Regions from separate parts of the Mus musculus genome. Here all the other regions are linked to region 1. The links are chromatin contacts, called in public Hi-C and promoter capture Hi-C maps. All regions are on one chromosome and are shown on one strand. The core of a region is the stretch at or near the end of the contact, and the rest is flanking DNA. Distances in the headings are between cores, read along the strand shown.

Region 1 (3,306 bases), core at 389-2,888:
ATAAGCTGGGGATTTTAAAAATGAAATAAACAAGGCATATTTCATAATCATTAGATGGCTGAAACTTTAAAATCCTGGTAATGGACTTGTTATTAGGAAGGGGATGGTCAATTAGAAGCTTTTGATTCTAGTGAGGGTAGCCGCTGCAGAGACAGGAGCCATTTCTGCTGGTCAAGGTGACTCTGGACCCTTGCTTTCGTGAAATCTTTGAAAAGATCTGAGTGGAATGTGACAGTACCACTGACCCAGAAGTTCTATTTCCTGGCTCATAACAATGACACACCGTCTTACAAAGTGCGTAAAGACATGCAGGCCGTGAAGCTTTGCATACTCGTGGAGCATTTGTGATTTGGTGGGATGACCTGGGTGCCTTTTGGCAGGGAAATGAAGAAGCTGTTGCCTGCACATAAAACGGGTGGCACACAGCAGAGCAGCCAACAGACCAAATCAATAGAAACCAGATGAATAGATCTCAAAAGAATCATGAGTAGGAAAAGAAATGAAGAAAGACAGAGACTATAATTCTACTTACATAAAATTAAAAAAAAAACTGCCTCAGACTGTAAAATATATAGTGATATTCAGAATCAGTAAAAAAGCAGAGGGAGGGGATGCCCCAAATGCAAGGTTTGGATTGCTTATGAGAAGGCATAAAACAAACTAAAGCAAAGCAAACAGAGCTTCAAAGTGCATGGCACAGTGATGGGAGTGTGCCTTGGCAGGGGGCAAGTGGACATGCCCCTCGGTGGTGGGGCATGGCACCATCTCACTTCTTCTTCAGTAGGCTTTCCTGCATTAGAAGAAGGGCTTCATTCCAAGCACACATTATTTCTGAAGTTCCCAAGCTGGGCTTGTGCCTGCTTTATGAAAGCCGGTGACTTGTAGCTGTCAAAGCTCTGGGCTTTCCTACCCTGCTACCTGAAAAGAACTCAGCGCTAACTGGCTCCCCACCACCCTGGCCTATTACCTTCCCCTGGATTTTTTGGTACAGTCTCCCGAGTTTCTCAACTGCTGCTCTTGAAGATTTAAGTCCTAGTCCAACAATATCTGGTCTCCTTGGCTTGCTGCTCGGAACGTTTTTTTTAGTGCCTGTCAAACCCAGGAAAAAAAACGCCTGAGGTCTTCACTGCGGTGTCTGATTCCCTGGGAACTCACTGTCACCTACAGTGGCCTTGGCTGTCTTCATCCTCCTAGCTTCCTCAGTCCCTCCCCTGTCTCTTCATGTGGGCACCCCACAGTGCATCTTCTGGGAGACTCTTCTTCCAGACATATTTGGAAACTTCTGTCTTCCCTCTGGTGCTTCTGTCCCAGGGAGGCTCATTCACCTGCCATGACCTCGTAGCCCAGTCTGTCTACATTTCCTTACTTACTGCCCCCTTTTCTATCTGATACACCTTTGTTAGCTGTCTAACTTTAGGTCTAGCTCCATTCATTTGAACGGTAGCGGTTGTGTAATGACAGAGAGAGTGATCAGTGTTTTAAAATCCATTGCAGCTTAGCACTTGTAACAATAGCAAATGAGAGGGACTTAGTGGATGCTGGGTAAGGTACAGCAGGCAGATGGGAGGACACTGTAGGGACACTAGGGCAGTGTGTCCAGGACAAGCCCTGATGCTTACAGCCATATGACCTCACTGTTTACTTCTAGGAGGCTCCTTTTGTTCATGTGGAGAATGAGAATAAAACAAAGAGCATGTCTGAGTGCCTGCTCCAAGGGAGGTCCCTAAGTGGACGAAGATTGATGATGAATATGAGCAAGGGTAGTGAGGTGGAAGGAACACGCTGAGGTCATCCATGGAAGGAGGTGCTTTCTTAGACCTAGTAGCTTCACATGGAGAGTCCTGCAGAATCCAAGCTGGCATCCTGTAGAAGCTGAGACCCACAAGCTTGCTCCGGGGGAGCTATTTGCTGTGGAGTCTATCTCAGTGTCTCCCCAAACCAGTCCACAGCTTTTCTACAGTGAGCCAAGACCAGCCCCGGATGGGGGTGGGTGTCAGCCAGGCTGAGTAGGAGGCATGGAGGGAGACTGCACCTGTTCCGGGTGATGGCTCTGAGCTGTTGCAAAGGCTCTCTGCTCTGATCACACTTTCTCATCCGCAGTCAGGAAACAGGAAGCGATTTGACACAGCACACTGCATCAGTTATGATCAGCCAGGGAACATTCTCTGATAAGCACTTTCTGCCAGCCTGGGCGGGCATCCTCATCGTGGGCAATCGGCAGCAGAAAGAGGGAGAGTGGCGGCGTGTGCCAGGCTGCAGTCTGGTTCTGTGGCTTCTCTCAGCTCAGAGCCGCAACACCCACTTGTGATGGGGGCCTCCCGGGGTTTTCTCCTAAATCGCAACCCTTTGGATTCTCTGCTGCAATACAGAGGGGGCTTCAGAAGGGAGGACAGAGAGAAGTTGATTGCTTGACGGCACGCAAACGCTCACATATGATTTAGCACGCGGGATTTGATGCGTTCAATTGTGTCTTGTTTTTGCTCTGTCAAGAGAGCCCTGGTGGGGTGGGGTGGTGAGCAAAGATGGAGAGTCTCTGAGATGGGTGTTACAGATGACAACGTGAAGAAGGAATCAGGGCGCCAGGATGTGGAAGAAGGCACACCCCAATTTGTGCTACAGGCCAGAGCAGAGTCCTTTTTACACGTGATGACTCTGTGTGAGCAGTGGGTCTGAGAGAGAAGAAAGCACCAGGCATAGCATCAATTTTAACTACTGGAAATCACTACCATGTTCATGACCTACATTTGTGTTTTAATACATCTCTTATTTTCAACTGATGAGGCTGGCTGTACATATGCATTATTGTGTGACATTTCAATACATGGACCCTGTGTAATGATAAGATTGGGGTCATTGCCACACCTGTCACTTGAGGCACATCATTTCTGTACCCTGAGAATATCTGTAATCTATTAGTCTGAAGTATTCTGCTGAATACTGTCAGCTGTAGCTGCCGTGTGGCTTCTTCCTCTGAATTCCAGCCCCTTGGGTTCTTTTACTGTTGCACAAATAGGGGATTCAGAAGAGAAAACAAAGTGGGAAATTTTGTTGCTCCTATTTGATTTACATGTGTTTTAAAGAGAATCTGGTTAGATTTATTTGTGGTTTGTTTTTAAACATGATAGCTCAACACAGTCTTCCTGTAGTAGGAATCTTTGCCAGTATTCTATAGAAGCCACAGATCCATGTTTGCTCCAGTGAACACCAGAACACACTAGAAGTCATTCTACACAACTGCCTGTTTGGGTCATCCATGCCTCCTTCCTTCTCAGGTTGAGTAACTTTTCTGAGATGAGCTTTGAACTT
Region 2 (3,224 bases), core at 28-2,527, 280 kb after region 1:
AGCCTGACAAATACAGAGGCGGATGCTCACAGCCATCCATTGGACTGAGCAGGGAGACCCCGATGGAGGAATTAGGGGAAGGACTGAAGGAGCTGAAGGGGTTTGCAGCCCCATAGGAAGAACAACAATATCAACCAGCCAGACCCGCCCCCCCCCAAAAGCTCCCAGGGACTAAACCACCAACCAAGGAGTACACGTGGAGGGACCCATGGCTCCAGTCACATATGTAGCAGAGAATGGCCTTGTCTGGCATCAATGGGAGGAGAGGTCCTTGGTCCTGTGAAGGCTCGCTGCCCCAGTGTAGGGGAATGGCAGGGCGGAGAGGTGGGAGTGGGTGGGTGGATGAACACCCTCATAGAAGCAGGGGGAGGGAGGATGGGAAAGGGGGTTTCCAGAGAGGAAACTGGGAAAGGGGATAACACTTGAAATGCAAATTAAAAAATAATACCCAATTTAAAAAAAGGAAGGAAGAGAAAGAAAGAAGAACGGAAAGAAGGGGAGAAAGGGAGGGAGGGAGGGAGAGAGAGAGAGAGAGAGAGAGAGAGAGAGAGAGAGAGAGAGAGAGAGAGAGAGAGAGAGAGAGAGAGAGAGAGAGAGAGAGAGAGAGAGGTGGGGTCCCTATAGTTGGAAAAGCCAGCTTCTCTCTCAGTTCCATGCCCCTTGTCCCTGGCCTTGGTCCTGCCTGTTCCTGTATCAGCACTGTTGGTTCAGCTTTCAGGCTCTAAGAAGAACCTGAAAGAAAACACCTGGGGAAAGAAAACAGAATTAAACAACTCGAGCGCCCATCAGTCCTTAAGGATCAGTTAAACCATAGCAACTGTGCCCACTCTCAGTCGCTTCTGGTTCCCAGGATGCCTTGGGCTGCTGGGTTGTATTTCTCAGGGATTATTGCTGCTTCCCTGATTCTGATTCTCTGCCTCCCTATGTAGCCCTGGTCCTGTGGCTTGCAGGCTCTGGTTAGTTAACCCGGCTCCTCTGCCAGCTGGATTCGCCCTCCGTGCTCAGAAAATGTCTGCCGGGAAAGCAGGGCCACGGACATGCTCTTTGCTCGCCAGAAAGCTCCTGACTCAGCGTTTTCCCTCTGGTACTAGCAGAGCCCTCCGGGACAAGAAGGGCACGAACGGGGCCAGTGCTGCGTGGTAGCCAGTGACCTGCAGATCTGTTTGCTTCTGTTCCCTTTGGCCTGCAGACTGATGAACAGGGTACAGCCTGCACTCTGAGCCCTTAAAGAGGATGTTGAGTGGGCCTCGGGAACTAGTCACCCAATGGAGATCAAGCTGCCGTTCCCATGGTGATTCCACACTGAGCCCTGTGCCCTGGGAACTCACCTCCTCCCATTCACTGTAACCTCCATTAAGCAGAAACAAAAGATTAATACGGCAGAAGCCATTTAATGAACTCAGAGCTGGCAGCGGCTTTTTTCCAGAGCGGATTCCTGGAACAGCAATGCAGAGGCTTCCCCGCCTCTTCCAGGACAGCAAGGGCGTTCAGCTGTCTGATCTCTCTGGGCTGTCAGACATCCATGCAGCAAATGGGCCCAGGCAATCTCGTGGGTGTGGGGAAGACCCCTTACCTCTTTGTCTTTATTCAGGTCATTCTCTCACCTCACCAGAAAGGGAGGAGAAGAGGGTCTCAGGTACGTGAAGAAAGGATGCAAGCTTCCTCGCCACAGCTCGGGCCAGGGTGGGGGTGGGGTGTTGGTGGGGGTGTCAGGAAGCTAGCGCTGAGAGGAGACTGGAGGCAGCAGTCAGAGTGTCTGGAGACCAAGTGTCTAGACTTGGTTTGTGGGAGCTGCAAGCCTCCTTTGCTGCCCATTGTATCAGAGGTCTGAGCTCACTGAGCTGGTTAGAGAGCCGAGGGGTCACTGCATCCCCCCAGGCCAGGTTTTGTGCACACTGGGGGGTGGGCTCAGTAGAAGGTCTGGACATGCCTTGTCCGTTTCCAAGTTTTCTTCTCCACTGAGATGCAGCCCCTCTGCTTGTGCATGCATCCCTGCCTTTCACCACACCTCCTAATGATACACAGACCCTGGAGCGGGCTTATGTGGGATCTCTTGTTCTTCTAGAAGTTGATGTCAAACCTCAGGCCCATGTTTTGGACAGAAGCTTAAATTTCACAGACCCCTGGGGACACACACAGAGAACCTTCTTTCCAGAACAAAGGGTGGTCTTCTGAGAGCTATTCTCAGTTGTGCATACCACCTGGGCAATGGATAAGCAAGCATTCATTATTGCAAAGGTGAGATTAGATATAACCAGTCCAGTCATGAGAGTGGGAGGTCCCCAGCTCTTACCTAAGGAGTTTCCAGAGCCAATGCCACAAAGATGGCCTTTCTCACAAACCAGGTCCTAGCAACTACCCTGACAATGCAACCTGTGCTGCCTACAGAATTCAGGGATGCCGTGAGCTCTCAGTCTCACTCATCCTCATCCAGGCTACACTTTGGGGTGCAGCATTCACTGGTGCCAGTGTTCCAGTGACCACCCACCCTGTCCCTAATTTTGGCCTAGAAAGCCATCATGACTTGCCAGGCCTTATTTTCCTCCTCTTTAGAAACACTGGCTAACGGGCTGGATGAGAGGGCTGGGCACTGTGGTTGTTTGGTCAAGCTAGTTCTTCTCACACTGAAGACAGATAGTTCCCAAGTGCTGTCCATCAACAACAGCAGAGCTAGGGGTGGTGGTCAGAAACAGAAATGAAGGTGAGGCGGGGAGGAGAGATGGCTGGACACCAGGTTTGTGTCTAGACCTGGTTTGTGGGAGCTGCAAGCCTCCTCTGTGTCCCATTGTACCAGAGGTCTGAGGTCACTGAGGTGATTAGACGGCTGAGGAGAAAGGTCATCTAAGCTGGGAGGCATGGCTTTGAACCCACAGCCACTCACAGAGCTGCTAGGCCAGTCTGTAGTTCTCAGTTTGCTCCTAGGGTGTAGAAGTAGATGGAGAAGCTTCTGAGAGTCTATCTCAGGGCAGCCTCGCCCTGATTCCTAGACTCTGCACAGAGGAACCAGCTTAGTGGTGGTGGCTGGCTGGCTGTTTCTAGTTCAAACTCAACTCCTATTATTATTTTTAATAATAAGATATTTTTGCATGTTGTACATCTTAATTAGTAGTAAATATTCACAGATTGTATTTAATAGCAACATATCCCCACATGTGAGTTGAATATGGTAATTTGTAATTTGTTGAGTCAAAAATGTTGTGACTAAGAGAAAGTTGGTTTGGGTT
Region 3 (3,216 bases), core at 629-3,128, 490 kb before region 1:
GAAGGGAGGAAGGAAGGAAGGAAGGAAGGAAGGAAGGAAGGAAGGAGGGAGGGAGGGAGGGAGGGAGGGAGGGAGGGAGGGAGGGAGGGAGGGAAGGAAGGAAGGAAGGAAGGAAGGAAGGAAGGAAGGAAGGAAGGAAGGAAGGAAGGAAGGAAGGAAGGAAGGAAGGAAGGAAGAAAAGATGTAGGAGTGATATTACACAGTAAAATCTATACATGATTATTGGGTGTATAGTTGCCACCATCCCACTTAGGGACTTTCCTTCCAAAACAGAAACTGGATAAATGCATGCTTTTCCAGGACCTCTGTCTCCAGAGCAGAGCACAGATGCACACAGGCTGACGGGGTTTTTTTGTTTTGTTTTGTTTTGTTTTGTTTTGGACTTGTGCGGTGCACAATCTGTGCATCACATGTGGCCCTGACCCCAGGTACGGAGACACACAGATTTGCCTGCAGGCTCTGTGTGGGAAAGCAGTGATGTACAGGCACATCAGTAAGCCAGCTTCCATGGCAACAGTCTCAGCAGCCTGGCAACAGCATCCACAGCCACAGTAGCCAAGGAACCCACACAGATCTGCACGCAATGTATGCAATGTGATTCATGGGTTTTGTTCCTTCCATAACCGGTGCATCAGGTTGTTCCTGTGGCTTCCCAGCAATTTATTTCTGTGTGAATTTACCAAACTGATCTTTCTACTTACAGCTTAAGTAGCATCCGCTTTGGAATAGGTCTGTTTAAGTGAGTTGGGTTGAACCTGTTGACTGGGTCAGTGGTTAGCTGTCTGCTTGTGTTTTTAACTGGACCCCAGCTAGAATTTCCTGAGATTTCAGTTGAGGAGTTGCCCCTATCACATTTGCACATAGGCAAGTCTGTGGGGTGTTTTCTTGATGTGTGATTGATGTGGGAGGGACCCGCTCACTTTGGGTAGTGCCACCCTGAGCAGGCGGTCTTGTGTTCTGTAAGGAAGCAGGCTGAGCAAGTCGCGGGGCAAGCCAGGAAGCAGCATCCCTCCATGGCTTCTGCTTCAGTCCCAGCCTCCAGGTTCCTGCTTGAGCCCTATCTCCCCTTCATGATGAACTGTGTGGCCTGTGAGCCAAATAAACCCTTTCTTCCTCAAGCTGATTCTGGTGGTGGTGTTATCACAGCCACGGAGAAGCAAACTAGGAGAGCGCAGGGCTCAGCTTCCTCCCGGCCACATTCCCCTGTGGGCACACAATAACAGAATTTGCTCTCAGGGTTCCCAGACATCCTTCAGTCACTGTGTGACATGTAGGCTAGAGAGGAGAGCCTGATCAGCTGGAACGGCCAGGTGAATGGCTGCCCGTGAGAGAAATGATAGAGCTGAGCCCGACAGAGCAGAAGTACCCTACATCCATCTCTCCCAGGATCTTTTCCACCAGCCTGGGTGAACCTTTGCACTGGGACTTCAAGGTGCTGGCCATGGAATCTAGACATGCCACATCCCTCCACCTACAGCCATGGCCAGGGCGTTCCTAACTAGCTTTACATTCGCTCTGCCTAAATGGCCACTAGGCTTGTGCAAACACACTCCAGTGGTCTCTTGAGGGTGGAAAACCACAGAGATAGGTATGGATGGAGCCATTTTCTGAAGAAGGGCACCATGGCCTTGGCCTCCCTTCCTAGCCTAGAGTTCTCCTTCCCCACTGCTCTGCCCTCCTTTGTTCTGCCTCTCTCCCTCTCCTCTCCCTTTCTCTCTTACTGACTCTCCCTCTCCCTTTTTTTTCCCTGTCATACTCCCTCGTTCTTGAACACATGCACAAGAGAGAGAAAGAGAGACAGACAGGCGGACAGACAGACCTACCGACCGACCAGAGACTATTTGCTAGTGCCCCGGCACTCCTCCAGCTGGGCAAACCTCTCTGGCTTTCTCTATCTTTCCCACTGGGTGGCAGTGTGGCACCATGCATTGACATCCCTGACCCACGGCCCGAGGCTGTCTCTTTGCTCATCTTATCTCAGCCTGTACTCCTCAGAGGATTCTAAAGAGGACACCCACGCCAGCTTTCCGGTCACGCCTCACTGCGGCACCTAATGAATCTCAGCTCTCGCCTGAGCCGCCACAGCCCTGCTGCGCAGCCAGCCCCGCCCCCACCCGCCCCCGGTCTGAACTGAGGTTCCCTCCTGAATCTCGGGAAGGGAATTCAGGACGGAGGTCTGGCTCCGCGCCCAGGTGTTTGTACCTAACCTGATCTGCTTCAAAGCAGTCACCGTAATGTAAATGTACCAGGTATAAACAATGGCTAGAACGCCGTTGCTATGTTTTATATTAACACAAATTTGCCTAAATGGAGCTTAACAGAGGAAACTACAAGGTGCCTGGTACTTCTAATCTCCCATAAGGTGCAGAGCAGAGCAGAGCTCTGGTTCACCTTCCGTTCCAGTTAGGTATTAATGCCGATGCAAGCCTAGGTATGAGAGTAAGTTTGTAAGACATCCTAGAGCAATGGTTCGCAACCTTCCTAGTGCTGCAACCCTTTAATTCAGTTCCTCATGTTGTGGTGACTTACATTCGTAAAATTATTTTGTTGTTACTTCATAACTGTAATTTTGCTACTGTTATGAATTGTAATGCAAAATATGCATGTAAATGTCTCATCCCAGCTTGGGACATGGCTGGGCCAGTTGCTGTGAACATACAGCTGCTCGCTCAAGTTGACTTCAAGAGGTCAAGGCGTTCATGTTGGAGAAGGGAAGGGGAGGAGAGAAGGGAGGGCAGACAGATCCCACTGTACAGGAAGATAAAAAATTCCCTCAGGCAGCCCCCGGAGCACTGAGAACTAGGCTAGAGGGCGTCCCTGATGACCCTCTACCCGGTTATACGGCAGCACTCTCACACAGAAGACTCCAAGGCTCACCCTCGCCTCCAGGATAAGTGGACACGAGGCAAGGGAGAGATTCCACGGGCAGCAGATGCCACGGGTGAGCAGGGAGATGTAGACACCTCCTCAGTGCTCTCCAGGGCCATCTGGGTCCGAAGACATGCCCATCCCCCACCCCGACCTGGAGCAGAGCAGTCTCACACACTGTGGATGCTTAACTGGACCCGGGTAGAGTCTCTTTCCCATTTGACTGCCATATATGTCAAGATGTTACTCAAGCACGTTGAAGGCAGCCCAGCCACTCGACAGCTAACTCCACCCCTAAGAGGGAAGATGCAGAAGGATGCTGTTCGCCACACTGACCGCTGAGAGGCA
Region 4 (3,352 bases), core at 246-2,745, 380 kb before region 1:
TGGGGGCGGTTAGAGGGAGTGTTCAGGGCTGTCACTGACGGCCACCTAGTTGGCTGTTAGTCAATGAAATCACTCATTCTGGGAACCTGGAGGCCAGCTGACAACAGCTTCTTGTAGTGTGTCCGCTCTACTCTTCTGACTACACTGACCTGCCCTTGAATAGAAATACAAACACTCATATGTGGGCAAAAGCATTCTTGCCTGACTTGCACCTAAAAACTGCATTGGCTGAGAGACTGCTAAATTGTATTAATGGCTGTTCTGTTGCCAACAAAGGCTTTATGTAGTGTTTTCCAAGCAAAGAGGAGGCACCCTGTGTGTGGCAGGCTCTTCCCCACAAAAGAGAAGCCACAATAGTCAATGCTGTGTGGGAGGTATAAGGACGTGAAGCTGAAAACTGTCCAGGTATCTTATGGCTACTGTGAAACCTCAGGATATCACATTTATGAACGAAGGGCTTTGTCTTGCAAGCGGGTGTTCCTGGAAATATATAGTGGGACTCTCAGAACTAGAACATATGAGCAAATTTCTTATCATTAAAAGGCTGATTAATTAGGTCATTGTTAGCTGGCACACAGGCCCCAGCTATGCAGCCCAGCTACTGTGGCAATACTTGTCGTGTCCACTAGATGGCAGCAGACTGCATGTGCTCACATCCACTTTCCTTACAGCATTTCTTTAACTCATGAAAATCAAGATTAAATCAAACTTTTAATTTAAATTACATCCATGGAGAAAGTATTTTTGAGACATGATAATCCGTCCCGTTCAGAACCTTGGGTGACAGGATGTCACAGGCAGACGTTTGGTGCCTGTGCCTACATTGCTGGCGGTGTCACTACTGCAGTAAAACAAAGGAAAGCGTTTTTTGTTACACTATTTTCTAACAGAGTCTCTCAGAAAGGCAAGCTGAGTGCACTGCAGCTGAGCAGCGACTTCCTCCCTGAGCATCTTCAGCCTGTGGCTGGGCACCACCAGTGCTGCAAGCCTAAGAAGGCAACCAAGGCTCAGAGACTTCAGGAGACTGGAGGCTCCCGGTGCCTTCTCAGGCTGCTACAGGCCACAGCAGTGAGGAGAGGCAGGCCTCACAGGGGGCGGTGGGACAGAAGGAAGCAGGCCCCTCCTTGGCTGAGGGCTGCAGCCCATGGGGAGGTGGGGGAGGCTCTGCAATGATGTCACCAGGGAGGTGGATGTGGGAAGATACCAGGAACAAAGTGGCCCTGTGGCAACAGACCATGTGCAAATATCTCACACAGAACTTCTAAAAGCTGTAATGTGTTCAAGAGTCGGAAAGAGCTGTGAGGACAGCTGGAGAGGTTTTAGGAAACCCATTCTTCTGTGTCAAGGTCACCTACTACAAGAGCCTGTCTACACCCAATGTCACACGTCACCTGTCTGCAGAGGTGCAGAGGAAACACACTGTCCTATGGCTGGGCTGTGGTCACAGACTTTCCTGCCAGGTCCAAGGAGCTGGCCACGTGGAGGGCTGCCAGTCGCTCTAAAGCGAGGAGCACGCTCTTCCCCTTGGTAACCTGCCCGCTGGCGGCCGCTCAGTCAGAGCAGGACGACCTTGGCTGAGGATGAGCTGATGAGCCGTCTCACCACAGCTCGGAAGGTGTTAACAGCGCTGCTCTGGGCGTCTGCTGCTGACAGATTCCGTGGCGGCTTCAGTGCCTGCCTGCAGCTGGCAGCAAGGCCGCCAGCTCTGTGGCAGGCCACCCGTGCCCAGGGCGGGAGGCAAGCCAGGCATGGGATGTATTTGAAATGAGAGAGAAGCTGAAAACCCGCTGGCAGGGCCCACGTGGAGAATGGACTGGAAATTCAGTGACTGACAGCCCGGCAGAGCTCCCCGAGTCACACTGGCTCCTCAGGTGCACAGCTCGGGGTGAGGTCCTCACAAGAGGGTCTGGTGGGAAAGACTGCCTTCAGATGTCAAATCCATCAATCATTAAAAAATGACCCTCACAGTAAAACAATCAGAACAAAGGTGAGATTTTCTGGATGGAGTTCAGAGGAAAACGCCCATTTTCGGGCGGAGTGAGCAGTTTTAATTAGACTGTTTAGACCTAGGCCCGTGCAATTAAATTCAGCAATATAAACTGTTTTCTGTGGAAATTTTACAACGACAAGTTAGGCCCCCAAGTGTGAGTGAACTCTACTGAGCAATCTAGGCCACACTGAAGACTGCTGAGGCCCACGGCTCACTTCCTTGTCAGGCCTATTGGAACACGCAGCACTTCCTTGCAGCCTCTAGCTGACACTGTCTGCTAGAACAAGGTGCTCTACAGCTCAGCCGCCCACATACCTTCATCAGGAGCAGACAGTTTGCCATGGAGTACAGCACACGGCCCAGACGAGACCTCCACAGCTGAACAGAGGCTGCGGGAGAGAGAGGCGTGAGTGTGCACAAGCAAGTGTGCTCCTGCGAGCTGGCAACTGCTACACTCTGGGTGCTGACACAAAGCCCCCCGCCTCCCCGCCTAACCTTACCAGGCCTCCCCAAGAACCGGAGACAGAGGACAGTGTTCTCAGTGGGATGCCCAGAGTGGGCTCCCATAAGAGACCATCTGCACAGATGCAGCAAGAAATATAGCCCAGCTCAAGCAGTCATCAGGAGCTCACTTCTAAGCCACAATCCTAAACCTGTGAACACGTCTGATGCAGAGACAGCATCTGCTGCCCAGGGCAGAAGCTGACCCATGCACATCGCCTGCTCGTGTCCAGCGGCTGCGGAGAACCCCGGGCCTGGTGGCAGTTTTAGTCCCTACAACCTGGAACTGACCACTTCCCTAGGCCTTTAGTTTCAGATTGGAACAACGCTGGTCTGCCTTTTTCACAGGCTTTACTGAGGATGGACACCAGAAGTGGCCATAAAAGCGCTCCATGAGAGGACAGGATAAGTCCAGTACCCACCGCTATGGATGCAGTAGACCGTGAACAATGCACCTCTGCTCACATCTGATACCGGCCATCTTCTGTTCTGGTTCAGAACCTTCACTGGCCATCTCTTTGGTTTTCACACTGGTTCTCCCCCTCTGTGTTGGAATGATCCCTTCACAGACATTTGAAGTGAGGGGAGGGCTGACTGATGGTTCCTGGGTCATCAGGAGTAAGAGCTGAGCTGGGGACTACACTGCTTACATCAGCTAGGGCAAGCAGATACATTCATACCTTTGGGTGTCAGAGCCTAGTTAATAGCAGGATATACTCATGTAAATGTACACACACACGTCACACATGCACACACCACATATAAATCACCCACACAGCACACATACACACCCAACCCTTCAAATCCAGGGAATTATAAACGTGCTGAAAGGGACTGGCATGTATTCAGCATGCTGTAGCC

The links. Promoter capture Hi-C pulls out the DNA fragments that hold promoters and counts their contacts. Hi-C and Micro-C count contacts between places; a contact is called where the count stands out from the background.
Region 2: a Hi-C map of forebrain shows a contact between it and region 1, with 4 times the contacts expected there. The contact joins two enhancer-like sites. A contact is called at or near these places in 3 of 484 Hi-C or Micro-C datasets (cerebral cortex, cortical neurons and forebrain) and 3 of 115 datasets of contacts at active chromatin or transcription factors (astrocytes, differentiating embryonic stem cells and embryonic basal ganglia).
Region 3: a contact with region 1 is called in a promoter capture Hi-C map of hippocampal neurons, with 2.4 times the contacts expected there. The contact joins two enhancer-like sites. A contact is called at or near these places in 4 of 39 promoter capture datasets (embryonic stem cells, hematopoietic stem and progenitor cells and hippocampal neurons), 1 of 15 datasets of contacts at CTCF or cohesin (embryonic stem cells), 15 of 484 Hi-C or Micro-C datasets (cardiomyocytes, cerebellum, cerebral cortex and 3 more) and 3 of 115 datasets of contacts at active chromatin or transcription factors (all in embryonic stem cells).
Region 4: a contact with region 1 is called in a Hi-C map of cerebral cortex, with 2.0 times the contacts expected there. The contact joins two enhancer-like sites. A contact is called at or near these places in 6 of 484 Hi-C or Micro-C datasets (cerebral cortex, cortical neurons, embryonic stem cells and 3 more) and 9 of 115 datasets of contacts at active chromatin or transcription factors (astrocytes, differentiating embryonic stem cells, embryonic basal ganglia and 1 more).

The regions. Positions count from the first base shown.
Region 1 is chr12:29,081,918-29,085,223 of GRCm38.p6, forward strand. No RefSeq gene overlaps it. Among named protein-coding and RNA genes, the nearest start is that of Gm31333, 58 kb to the right of the region's middle. Within about 2 kb of position 1,639, at least 57 of the 459 cell types and tissues checked have an H3K27ac peak or open chromatin away from gene starts, as enhancers often do. A contact at or near this core is called in cerebellum, cerebral cortex, cortical neurons and 3 more, where this site is marked.
Region 2 is chr12:29,367,249-29,370,472 of GRCm38.p6, forward strand. No RefSeq gene overlaps it. Among named protein-coding and RNA genes, the nearest start is that of Gm31650, 71 kb to the right of the region's middle. Within about 2 kb of position 1,278, at least 113 of the 459 cell types and tissues checked have an H3K27ac peak or open chromatin away from gene starts, as enhancers often do. A contact at or near this core is called in cerebral cortex, cortical neurons and forebrain, where this site is marked.
Region 3 is chr12:28,587,628-28,590,843 of GRCm38.p6, forward strand. No RefSeq gene overlaps it. Among named protein-coding and RNA genes, the nearest start is that of Allc, 6.7 kb to the left of the region's middle. Within about 2 kb of position 1,879, at least 93 of the 459 cell types and tissues checked have an H3K27ac peak or open chromatin away from gene starts, as enhancers often do. A contact at or near this core is called in cerebellum, cerebral cortex, ganglionic eminence and 1 more, where this site is marked.
Region 4 is chr12:28,699,231-28,702,582 of GRCm38.p6, forward strand. Trappc12 (trafficking protein particle complex 12) reads right to left here. Exons shown (of 12, transcript NM_178811.5): 8 at 2,306-2,379. Among named protein-coding and RNA genes, the nearest start is that of Mir6937, 22 kb to the left of the region's middle. Within about 2 kb of position 1,496, at least 94 of the 459 cell types and tissues checked have an H3K27ac peak or open chromatin away from gene starts, as enhancers often do. A contact at or near this core is called in cerebral cortex, cortical neurons and forebrain, where this site is marked.